2 separate regions of the Pan troglodytes genome follow, and region 2 is linked to region 1. A link is a contact called in public HiChIP or PLAC-seq data. All regions are on one chromosome and are shown on one strand. Each heading gives the region's core, a stretch centred on a gene start, on an enhancer-like site or on the middle of the called end of the contact. The rest is flanking DNA. Distances are from core to core; before and after follow the strand shown. Region 1 holds the start of RNASEH2C (ribonuclease H2 subunit C). Region 2 holds the start of CFL1 (cofilin 1).

What was found. HiChIP or PLAC-seq counts read pairs in DNA pulled down with a chosen protein or histone mark.
Region 2: an H3K4me3 HiChIP or PLAC-seq map of stem cell-derived excitatory neurons shows a contact between it and region 1, with 4 times the contacts expected there. The contact joins the promoter of CFL1 here to the promoter of RNASEH2C in region 1. A contact is called at or near these places in 1 of 7 Hi-C or Micro-C datasets (stem cell-derived neural progenitor cells) and 1 of 1 datasets of contacts at active chromatin or transcription factors (stem cell-derived excitatory neurons).

What each region holds. Positions count from the first base shown.
Region 1 is chr9:68,043,983-68,049,946 of NHGRI_mPanTro3-v2.0_pri, forward strand. It overlaps RNASEH2C (ribonuclease H2 subunit C), which reads right to left and starts at 3,559. Exons shown (of 4, transcript XM_508559.8): 1 at 3,128-3,559; 2 at 2,783-2,958; 3 at 2,586-2,705; 4 at 2,225-2,350. The coding sequence starts at 3,299. The coding sequence ends at 2,324. KAT5 (lysine acetyltransferase 5) reads left to right here. Exons shown (of 13, transcript XM_001170139.7): 11 at 1,128-1,287; 12 at 1,414-1,495; 13 at 1,588-2,145. The coding sequence ends at 1,722.
Region 2 is chr9:68,185,232-68,190,773 of NHGRI_mPanTro3-v2.0_pri, forward strand. It overlaps CFL1 (cofilin 1), which reads right to left and starts at 1,280. Exons shown (of 4, transcript XM_054661407.2): 1 at 1,042-1,280. MUS81 (MUS81 structure-specific endonuclease subunit) reads left to right here and starts at 526. Exons shown (of 18, transcript NM_001280496.1): 1 at 526-838; 2 at 1,279-1,386; 3 at 1,729-1,942; 4 at 2,027-2,156; 5 at 2,403-2,488; 6 at 3,000-3,098; 7 at 3,264-3,332; 8 at 3,497-3,582; 9 at 4,119-4,259; 10 at 4,464-4,556; 11 at 4,654-4,775; 12 at 4,858-4,955. The coding sequence starts at 1,808.

The sequences.
Region 1 (5,964 bases), core at 2,309-4,808:
GCCAGAAGGGACTCTGACCTTCATCACACATGGGCTCTTCAGTGCCCTCCCCAACCCTGAGGCCCCTTCTTCCCAGCCTCTTACTCCCCATCACCCCCCATTCTGTCTATCTCACCACTCACTTGGAATAACCAAGCTCTGACCTGAGAAACAAGGAGGAAGTTCTAGCTGTTGACCTGGTGAAGACACAGAGGCTTTACCTGATCAAGGTTATGGTCCATTTGAGAAATTTTATTGGTTAAATGATGCCCAGATGGGGTCACATCCTCAGAACTTCTCAGCCTGGTAGCACAAGTGGATGCTTGAAGAAACTCAGTCTTGGAGCTCAGACAGCAATGGAGACGGGATGTGAGTGGGACCAGCAAGGGGCTAAGGTCCATTATGAGGGTGAGGAAGGGCTTCTAGAAGTAACAAACATCCCAGGTCCCTGACTGGGGAGAATGAAGACACTGACCAAGAGATGTGAAGCCACTCAGGGCTGTGCAGGGTCTGAGGATCTCACTGGGGACGGCCTCCCAGCGGCCAGCTATCAGCACGAGTTGGAGGGAAAGAGCCATGGTGGGGGTCAGTCACCTGGCTCCCAGGAATGGTCTCCCCGACTTAGGAAGCACCTTGGTGCACCTTTTCTCCTTGCATCCTCACAACCACCCAGTCAGGCCACTCAGGTCTTACAGCAGGTGACACTCCCAAGGTCCCAGCTAGGAGGACTTTGAGAATTCAAGCATTCTCAGGTCTGGATTAGAGACAGGAATCTGTCTCCACTTCCTTACATGGCTAGACACAGAGCCCGGGATGGCAAAGGAAAATCGGAGGCCCCTTCTTCCCATGAGCCATTTTCTCTGCATCCCCCGCCCATAAGCCTTCACTGGCCTCTGATCACCCTCATGGTTGACTGCAGCTGCTCCTCTCAGTGCCCTCATGCCCTCCACTGTGCTCAGCGCACGGGAAGAGTGAATACTCAGTTCTTCCTGAGGGAACTGAGGCACAGAGAAGTGGAGGGCATAGAACTGCCAAGTGGCAGGGCCATGATAGGAACTAGGCAGCCTGCCTTGGCAAGCTGTGTTTTTAAATGTTGCTTATGTTCATCTGTGACCTCTTACTCACCCTCTCCTGCTCCATTGCTTTAGGCTATGAACTCTCCAAAGTGGAAGGGAAAACAGGGACCCCTGAGAAGCCCCTCTCAGACCTTGGCCTCCTATCCTATCGAAGCTACTGGTCCCAGACCATCCTGGAGATCCTGATGGGGCTGAAGTCGGAGAGCGGGGAGAGGCCACAGATCACCATCAAGTGAGCCTGGTGCTGTCTACCTGGGGGTACATGGCATGGCTTGTCTGTTCTGGGCTTTCTCTCTCTCTCAGGGCTCCTGGGGACAGATAAAGGTCCTCAGGGAACCTGACCTGTGCTCTCCCACAGTGAGATTAGTGAAATCACCAGCATCAAGAAGGAGGATGTCATCTCCACTCTGCAGTACCTCAATCTCATCAACTACTACAAGGTAGGGAGGCAGGCAGGGGAGACAGGTGTGTGGGATGCAGAGTGCAGTCCTCTGTGGGCTGACCACCTGCTGAACCCATCTCCTCTGCCCAGGGCCAGTACATCCTCACACTGTCAGAGGACATCGTGGATGGCCATGAGCGGGCCATGCTCAAGCGGCTCCTGCGGATCGACTCCAAGTGTCTGCACTTCACTCCCAAGGACTGGAGCAAGAGGGGGAAGTGGTGACCAGACACTGCCCACTGCAGTGCCAAGACGGCAGCAGGACTGGGGCTGATAGCCCACCCCGCCCCCACTGCAGCTCCCACAAAGCACTCTAAGGGAGATGGGGCTGAGGACAGCTCAAAAAGGAGAAGACAGGCCTGGCAGGGGCCCACTGGTGCCCAGCACCAAGGCGAGCTCCGGGCTCAGACCAACTCCAAGGTCAGCTGGCCACAGGCCCAGGCCTGCTCTGAAGCAGGGACCAGAGGGAGCCAGGCAGCTGTGTACAGTGAGAAGGGATCCGGATGGGGGAGCTCTGTACAGAGGGCTGGTGATTGTAAAAATTTCTTTTGTAAAGTAGAAGTTGGGGGTGGGGTGGGTGCTGGCTGCAAAAATTTCTGGCTTCTCTTACCCCTATTGCCCCCGGCAATAAATTGTTTCTATATGCCAGAGCCATGCAAAGTTCTTGGGGGGGAGGGGGAAAGGGCCCATGCTGGCTTAGGGGCTCTAAGGCGCCCAGACTCACAGGTGCTGTGAAGAGCTCCTTTATTGGGGTGATGGAATCGGTTCCAAAGAGCTGGTTTACTGCTGTGAAGGGATCGTAGCTTTGAATTTCAAGCTCTGGTTCTCAGTCCTCGGGCACCTGTGCGTGAATCTGCAACAGGAGTCGCCTCTACTGTTGGACTTGTAAGACAGGGCGGCAAGCTGGCCCCCATACCCGAGGAAGGACCCAGCTGTTCAGAATAACCGCTTCTAGACATGCTAGGAAGAGTGGTCAGGGAGCTACGCTTCCCACACACTACCCAGTAGAATCCTCCGGGCTCCGTCTGCGCAATTGTGCTCCCCAGCCCATCCACCCGGGGGCAAGACGGAACTCCTCGTCTACTCACCGCTGCCGCAAGGCTGGGCCAAGTTAAGGCCCCACGCACTTTGGCATCCGGGCCAGGGATGGTCTCCAGACCCCACAGGGTGAAGCGGCTGAAGTTGGCAGTGGCTCCAATGAAGCGGTCCTGGGGAAGGGGCCTGGCTCAGCATCGGGACTACAGCTCCCGCCCGCACCCCCTTTCAACCCTATCCCTTTGCTCACGAAGTCCCGCTCCAGCGGCTCCTCCTCTTGGTCGTCAGTCCCGGAATCCCGCAAGGGGTCTGGCTTCCCCATCGACACCTCCTTCTCTTCCGTCACCATCACGTATCCCACGAGGCCAGGCGGCACCGCCACCTCCTCTCCCCGTAGACAGCGGCCCCGAAACGACACTTCGAGTCCTGGAGTGGGAGGCGCAAAGGGCCTCAGGCAGGACCCACGCTGGGTCGAGCCCGGAGCTGCCCTCCCGCCACCTCCGGACGGACCACGATCCCCAGGAGCCCAGGCGATGAGAAGCGCGCAGGCCGGCGCGGGGGCTGCCGGGAGCCGTAGTCTGGCCGCAGCGCTCACCCTCGGGGCCCTGGCGGATGGCGGGCGTGAAGAAGCGCCCCACCGGGGCGGGCCCGTCTACCGCAACCTCGCAGGGCAGCAGATGCAGTGTGGCGGGTACGGCGTCGCGCAATGTGGCGGAGCGCAAGTGGACGCGGTGCCTCTCGATGGCCGCTTCGTCGCCGCTCTCCATCCTCCCTCCTACGCGACGCCAGGGCTCGCGAGCTGACACTGAAGCTGGCGCGGAAAGCGCGCAGGGCCTCTCAGGAAGCCTCCGCGGGGCCTCACGGGAAGCCGCCGCGGAACTTCACGGGAAGTGTAGTCCCCTTACCCCCTAACGCTTTCCCTGGGTTCAAGTCCTAGGGTTTTCCAGTTGTGTTTTGTTTTTTTCCTTCCTTCCTTCCCCTCTCCTCTCCTTCCTCCCTCCCCTCTCCCCCCTCCCTCCCCCTCCCCCCTCCCTCCCCCTCCCCCCTCCCCCTCCTCCCTGCCTCCCTTCCTTCCCCCCTTCCCTTCCCTTCCTTCCCCCCTTCCCTTCCCTTCCTTCCCTTCCTTTCCTCCCCTTCCTTCCCTTCCTTTCCTCTTTATTTCTTTTTCTTATTTATTATTTTTTTTTTTGACAGAGTCTCGTTTTGTCGCCCAGGCTGGAGTGCCAGGCACGGTCTCAGCTCACTGCAACCTCCGCCTCCCGGGTTCAAGCGATTCTCCTGCCTCAGCCTCCGGAGTAGCTGGGATTACAGGCGCACACCACCACGCCCACCTAATTTTTGTATTTTTAGTAGAGACTGGGTTTCGCCATGTTGGCCAGGCTGGTCTCGAACTCCTGACCTCAGGCGATCCTCCAGCCTCGGCCTTCTGAAGTACTTGGATTACAGGCGTGAGACACCGCGCCCAGCCGGGTTTTTTTCTTTTATTGTTTTTAATGGCACATGTCGTTGTAAAATCTAAAACGATTCTGAAAAGTACTCTTTTTATATTGATTAGTAGGTAGGTTATTCATTTTTAGTTTATTAGGGACATCAACCCTTTTCTTAAATGCATTGAAAATGTTTTATCTGTGGTCTGTCTTGCAAACCTGTGTAAAGGTGATTTTTGCTGGACAAGGACTTATTTTTGTTGTTGTTTGTCTGGTCTTTTAGACAAGGTCTCACTCGCCTAGGCTGGAGTGCAGTGGTTTGATTGGCTCACTGCAGCCTCGACCTCCCAGGCTTAATCCATCTCCCAGCCTCAGCCTCCTGTGTAGCTGGAACCACAGGCCTGCGCCACCACGCAGCTAATTTTTGTATTTTTGGTAGAGGCGGAGTTTTGCCATGTTGCCCAGGCTGGTCTTGAACTCCTGGACTCAAGTGATCTGCCCGCCTTGGCCTCCCAAATCACGCTGGAATTACAGGCGTGAGCCACTGCACCCAGGACAAAGACTAATTTTTTGTAGTCAAATTTATCAACATTTTTCAGTCTTTTAGATTTCACAATTTTCTCTCTTTGGTTTCTCAGCTCTTCTCTAATGTTTATTTGTTCAGACACCCAACTTAGATATATTTTTTCAAGTTCTCACATAAAACAAACACAAAACTGGAAATTTAGATTTAAATTGCGTTTAATTTATACATCCCTGCACATCTGGGAGCTGGTCTTGGTATTCTGTTGAATATAAACAATTTCAGAGAACATCAGCATCGGACAAGGTCATTCTGTGACCGTGAGGGAGCAAGACAGAAACAGAACCACTCCATCGTCACATCTGAATGCTGGCAAAGGTGAACACTGTCCAAACCACAAAAGGCATGAAACATCCCTCTTTCTCCCATAAGAGAGTGACTGTTGTTTCCTTACCAATTACAGCATTAGCCTCCAACTAATCTTCTCTCCTTCTGGGCAAGACTCATTAAGACAGTCCGTCATAGACATACCCCCACCTCTGGCAGCATCCAAGCCAGAGAGAAGCCTGGCTTCCCTAAACCCTGACTGAAATCACTGAACATGGGCACAAATCCTCCTATAAGTCCTTTCTAGCACCCTCTTATTGAAATTCCCCAGAGTGCAGGAGTAATATACCCAATTTGTTCAACTGCAGATGTATTCCTGGTGCTCTTTCACTAGAGTGGCAGATTAATTTAGAAAAAGGCTTGCTTTAGTTTTCTATCAGGAAAGACATAATTCAATTTATTCACATCTCCTTGGATATCTGTACAGTTGTGAGGTTTTGTTCATATATAATAGTTATTAATACATATTGTAAAGTTTATTTCTTCCTAGCTTATATTAATAATTGTTTCTATTAAGAACTGAGGGGCTGGGCATGATGATTCACACCTGTAATTCCAGTGCTTTAGGAGGCCAAGATGGGGGAGGATTGCTTGAAGCCAGGAGTTTGAGACCGGCCTGGGAAACATAGCAAGACTCCGTTCCTACAAAGAAAAAAAATTTTTTAAACATGAGTGGGGCACAGTGGCATGTGCCTGTAGTCCCAGCTACTCAAGAAGCTAAGGTGGGAAGATCATTTAAGCCCAGGAGTTTGAGGCTGCCGTTCAAGTCACGATTGCACCACTGCACACCAGCCTGGGTTTACGGAGGGAGACCCTTTCTCTAAAAACCAAAATTGGGGCTTTTATTTTTTTCATTTTATTTTCTGACTGATTTTCTTTTTAATCTATAGCAGGGGTTGGCAAACTTTTTCTGTAAGGGGTCAAATAGTAAATATTTTAGGTTTTGTGGACTTTATGGCTTCTGTCGCAGCTACTCAACTTCACCGTTATAGCATGAAAGCAGCCATAGACAATACATAAATGAATGAGCGTTGTTGTGTTCCAGTAAATCTTTGCAGAAACAGACAAGGGGTTGGATTTGAACCACAGGCCATA
Region 2 (5,542 bases), core at 30-2,529, 140 kb after region 1:
TCGAGTTGATAGCCAGGTACATGGTTATTCTAACATCCGAAAAACTGAGACAAGTTCTGTGGTAGTATATGCCTTAAAAAAAAAGAAACGAGGGGGGGGACTCCGGGATGATTTTGTTGTCCTAGAACAGTGACCACAGCCTCACACTCTGCAGGAAAAGACTGGGTCGCAAACAAGTCAGAGGCAAACCCAGAAAGGGAACTGGGGGCCCTAATCCTATAAACGGAATTAAGGGTGTAAACGGTGAGCGATGCCTGGGAGTGGGGTACCTTGCAGAGCATACCGGGGGTTGTAGTCGGGGACATTCCACAGCACCGCCCCCGCCCGGACTCCCGGCGCTCCAGGTGGAGACAGCAGCTTGACCCCGCCTCCCGCGAGCGACCCTACATGAATATGAGGCTAGCGCCCCCTTTTCTGAGCCTTAGAGTTTCCAAGAGCAACGGGGAGAGGGAGGGGGGGCTTCGCAGTTACCCTGGAGACGCGCTCTCGCCCGCCCCCAGCCGCGGGATGCCCTAGATGTCCTTATTAGGACAAGAGACTCGAGGGGGCGGGGCCAGCCCGACAGCCGACTTGAGGCTCCTTATAAGGCCGCGGCGGGCGGGAGGCGGGAGCCGGAGCCCATTGGTCCAATTTAGCTTGGCTGGGGCTACTGCGCCGTGGGCTAGGCACAGTCCTGAGGGGCGGGACTGGAGCTCTGGCGCCCACCTCTCCCTTCCTCGCAGGCTGGAGACCTGCGTGTTGAGACTTCCGGCATAGCAGCTAGAGGCCGGGTGCTGCTTCAAACCCTGGCGGGTCGCCTGTGTCCAACTCAGCTATACGTGTCCTTCAGGCTTCTCAGGTTGAAGCCCTTTGTAGGGTTTCCATCTTCAACCTCCCTGAGGGTCTCCCACTTCCGATTAGCCACAAAAATGACGAAGTGTTCTCCCCTCTACCTGTGTCTGGGCTTCTTAACCCGCAGCCTGCTCCTCCGCTCCCAAACCCAACCGCGTGCCCATCTCAGGCCTCCCCAACTGCCAGGATGCCCAAGCACCTCTTACTTACAGTCCTCCTTCCTCTAGGCCTCTGACCCCCGACATTCCGAGTTCTATTTTGGGCCTTCTCGGCACGTCCCCGACTTCCTCTCCACCACACACTCTTTGCCCTGTATCCCGGGGATGAGGATCACCATCTCCTCCAAGGGTCCTGCAGCTCCTCCTGCCTTACCTTTGTGTCCTCATCCCCGGCACCCATTTCTGGGTGTCCCTCCCACCAATACGTTTGCACCCGTTTGTCTCCTAGCCCCCGCCTCTCCTGGACTCTTTTCAAGACCAGTCTCCATCTCCAGCCTCCTTCAAGCTTGAGGCTGAAGCTGACAATCTTAAGAGACCTTAGAGCCGCCAAGCTCAGGTTAGTTCGTTAAGCGCCGCCCAGCCAGTCCTCCCCGTCACAGGGGGCGCTGTCCGCCTTCCTCTCGCCTACACAAAGACCCCGCTCTCGAATCTGGGTTGACAGGAAGGAGCCGGTCCAGGCTCCGGGGGCTGGGAATGGGCGCGTCTCAAAGGCTGGCTGGAGTGGAGCCAAGGGAAAAGATCGTTAGAGACAGCGCCCCTGACCAACCACTTAGAGCAGCGCAGGGGTGGGAGGGCGGCCGCAGGCTCTCCTCTCGTTAGTGCCCCCTGTGTTTGGGGCCCCGTGATCTCAACGGTCCTGCCCTCGGTCTCCCTCTTCCCCCGCCCCGCCCTGGGCCAGGTGTTCCAATCCCGACTCCAGAACTGGCGGCGTCCCAGTCCCGCGGGCGTGGAGCGCCGGAGGACCCGCCCTCGGGCTCATGGCGGCCCCGGTCCGCCTGGGCCGGAAGCGCCCGCTGCCTGCCAGTCCCAACCCGCTCTTCGTTCGCTGGCTGACCGAGTGGCGGGACGAGGCGACCCGCAGCAGGCGCCGCACGCGCTTCGTGTTTCAGAAGGTGGGTCCTGGCGTGGCCCGATGGGAAAAGCTGCTGGCCAGGTCAGGCCTGCCCTGACCAGGTACCCTACCCCTGCCCGGCCAGGCGCTGCGTTCCCTCCGACGGTACCCACTGCCGCTGCGCAGCGGGAAGGAAGCTAAGATCCTACAGCACTTCGGAGACGGGCTCTGCCGGATGCTGGACGAGCGGCTGCAGCGGCACCGAACATCGGGCGGTGAGCGCCTCGGAAAGGGGTCGGTGATCCCCTACCTCCCCCAGGTGGAGCCTCCGTACTCTCCTGGGAGCCCTTGGCTTAAAGCTCCCCACTCCTGTCCCAGTTGCCGTTCGGCCTAGGGCTAGTGGCTGGCGCTCCCTGAGCCTCCCTCACCGGTCTCACGTAACCATCTGAGTAGGTTGCATCCCAGATCCTCGCAGCTGCCGGATTCGTGGAGTGTGGAGTTAACTCTTTTCTCTCCCGCAGGTGACCATGCCTCGGACTCACTATCTGGAGAGAACAGTCCAGCCCCGCAGGGGCGACCTGCGGAAGTCCAGGACTCTTCCGTGCCAGTGAGGAAGGGGCAAGGGGAGTGGAAGGCAAAGTGGGAGTGCGGGAGTATGATTTTCTGGCTTGGGGGATTTGGCAAGCCTGAGTCCAAATCTCACCAGTGATGCCTGGCCTTGAGCAAATGACTTATCCTCTTTTCGACTTAGTATTTTAACCTGTGAATAGAAATATTGGTAACAGCCAATGAGAGAATTCCATGATCAAGCTACTTAGGGAGCCCAGCTCAGTTAGTTACGGGGTCACCATTATTAAGTTTTCCTGTCTAATTACACCTGTCCTGCAGCGCATGGTAGAAGTGAGGCCAGGCTGGGCAGACACCCCCACCCACTGCCCCGAAACTGCCTGCTGTTTTATCCCAGATTTGCAGCGGATCATCCCATCACCTGGCCCATTTTACAGAGAAGGAAACTGAGAGACAACTGAGTGACTTACCCAGGGCCACAAAGCCTGCTGGGGACTTATTCAAAGATGACTGGCTGGCTTTCATGTTCAGAACTCCTCTGTACCTTTCAGGTTCCCGCCCAGCCCAAAGCGGGAGGCTCTGGCAGCTACTGGCCAGCTCGGCACTCAGGAGCCCGAGTGATACTGCTGGTGCTCTACCGGGAGCACCTGGTGAGCACTGGGCTACACCGCGAGGCAGAACCATGGCAGTGGGGTGGGAGGTTCCCCGAGGGGCCTGGCCCAGGCAGGGCAGGCAAAGATTATCCCAGCCACCTGAGCGGGATGAGGAGGGGCCCTGGCACTGAGCCTACCCTGTCTTTTCTACCTTGGTTTCAGAATCCTAATGGTCACCACTTCTTAACCAAGGAGGAGCTGCTGCAGAGGTGTGCTCAGAAGTCCCCCAGGGTGAGCACAGGGATCAGGGAGGACAGGCCCAAGTGGCTCTGGGGCCCACCAAAGACTGCCTTTTCTTGCAGTGGGCCCATGTGTGGCCCATGGCTGGGGACACAGGGAACATGGACTTGTGGTGGTACCAGGTGCTCTCTGAGGGTCTCTTTTCTGATCCACAGGTAGCCCCTGGGAGTGCTCGACCCTGGCCAGCCCTCCGCTCCCTCCTTCACAGGAACCTGGTCCTCAGGACACACCAGCCAGCCAGGTGGGGCCAACTGCAGGAGATACAGGAGAGCATGAGTGAACTTCTTAGTAGGGCCTTAGAGTCACCCAACAACTCCCAGAGCTGATGCTGTTGAGATTGGGGGGCGTGGGCCTTTCCTCAGGAGCCCCCACTGTTGGAGTACCTGGAGGGTGTGAAACCGCAGCAGCGGGGGCGGGAGGGTGCGGTGGTTATTGGAGGAGGAGAAAGCCTTTTCAGAGAAGATAGCATTTGACACGTTTTAGGATTTGGCGGGTAGAGATGCAGGATAAGTATTCCGAGGAGGAGGAAACAGCATTAGTGAAGACAGGAGGAAGGAAATTGTCTGAGACACACTTCTTGCAGACCTGAGAATGGCGCTGAGCAGGCCCAAGGAACTGCTCTAAGAGCCAAGAAGACCAGGAGGAGCAGGAGCCACTGGGGTCATTTGTGCAGGGCACCAAGGGGGTGGTGAGGCCAGCCCAGCTGGGGGCAGGCAGGAAAGCCTGCCAGGAATGAGTGAAGAAGGGAGAGCTGTGTTTGTCCCCTCTGCCTCCCAGGTACTCATTGACTCCAGAGGGCCTGGAGCTGGCCCAGAAGTTGGCCGAGTCAGAAGGCCTGAGCTTGCTGAATGTGGGCATCGGGCCCAAGGAGCCCCCTGGGGAGGAGACAGCAGTGCCAAGAGCAGCTTCAGCAGAGCTGTGAGGAGGAGGGCAGAGGAGGGGGGAAAACAGGGAGGAGGGGATGGGAAATGAGGCCAAAGCCCCACCCCAACCCATCACCTGCAGCTGAGCTGTGGCTGCCTCCCTACTGTGGGTGGGTGGTGGGTGTCGGGTGGCATGGGTGTGGGGCAACTGCCCTGGCACAAGGGGTTCTGGCCTCACATACCAACACCCCCCACTTAGTGCCAGTGAAGCAGGGGTCCAGCAGCAGCCACTGGAGCTGAGGCCTGGAGAGTACAGGGTGCTGTTGTGTGTGGACATTGGCGAGACCCGGGGGTGAGTGAGGTGGGGAGAAACGAGGGAGATGATCGGAGGAGGCTGGGGGGTAGGCACTGCCCTGCTCTGATCTAGGCTTCCCTCCTTGCCACTCCAGGGGCGGGCACAGGCCGGAGCTGCTCCGAGAGCTACAGCGGCTGCACGTGACCCACATGGTGCGCAAGCTGCACGTTGGAGATTTTGTGTGGGTGGCCCAGGAGACCAATCCTAGAGACCCAGGTGAAGGGCCGTGGACAGGCTGGCACCAGGGGCAGGGCCTGGTGGGTAGGGGATCGCAAGCTAACGGCTGGCTTGTCAGCAGCAAACCCTGGGGAGTTGGTACTGGATCACATTGTGGAGCGCAAGCGACTGGATGACCTTTGCAGCAGCATCATTGACGGCCGCTTCCGGGAGCAGAAGGTAATTTTGCTGGCTTTGCCAGGCTTCCCTGCCTGCTCCGAAGCCCCGTTTTCAGCCCAGAGCAATCCAGGGGCACTTCTGGCAGCCTCCTTGAGGCAGAGCCCTTTGGAATCCAGCCACACCCACCCTGTGGCTGCTCCCGGATCAGACCCCCACAGGCCCATCCAGGCGCACAGTAGGAAGCCAGGTACCTGCATTCTTGGGCTGAGGTCAGGAGCATTTTAAAGACCTCTTGGGTACCCAGCCCCTGCAGTCTTGGATAAACAAGGCATAAATCTCCAGGAGTGGAAATACAGAGGCTGTACCTTGGTACTTGCTGCTGGGTGGACCCCTAGTCACAGAGGCCATGTGCCAGCCCAGGGGAGGCTTGAAGGATGGGCGGTGTTGAGAGATGGAGGAAAGGCTTTCTAGACAAGAGTGTCAGCATGAGCAAAGCTGCGGAGGCCCCTGTGAGGCAGGTGGAGAGGCTAGGGAGGATGCAGAGGCTAACTGGTGGGAACAGGGTCACAGCACCATTTTGAGTGTGACATCATGGATGCCCAGGCATGTGGTCATCCAGCCTGACCCTCCCTGTCCACTCTGTACAC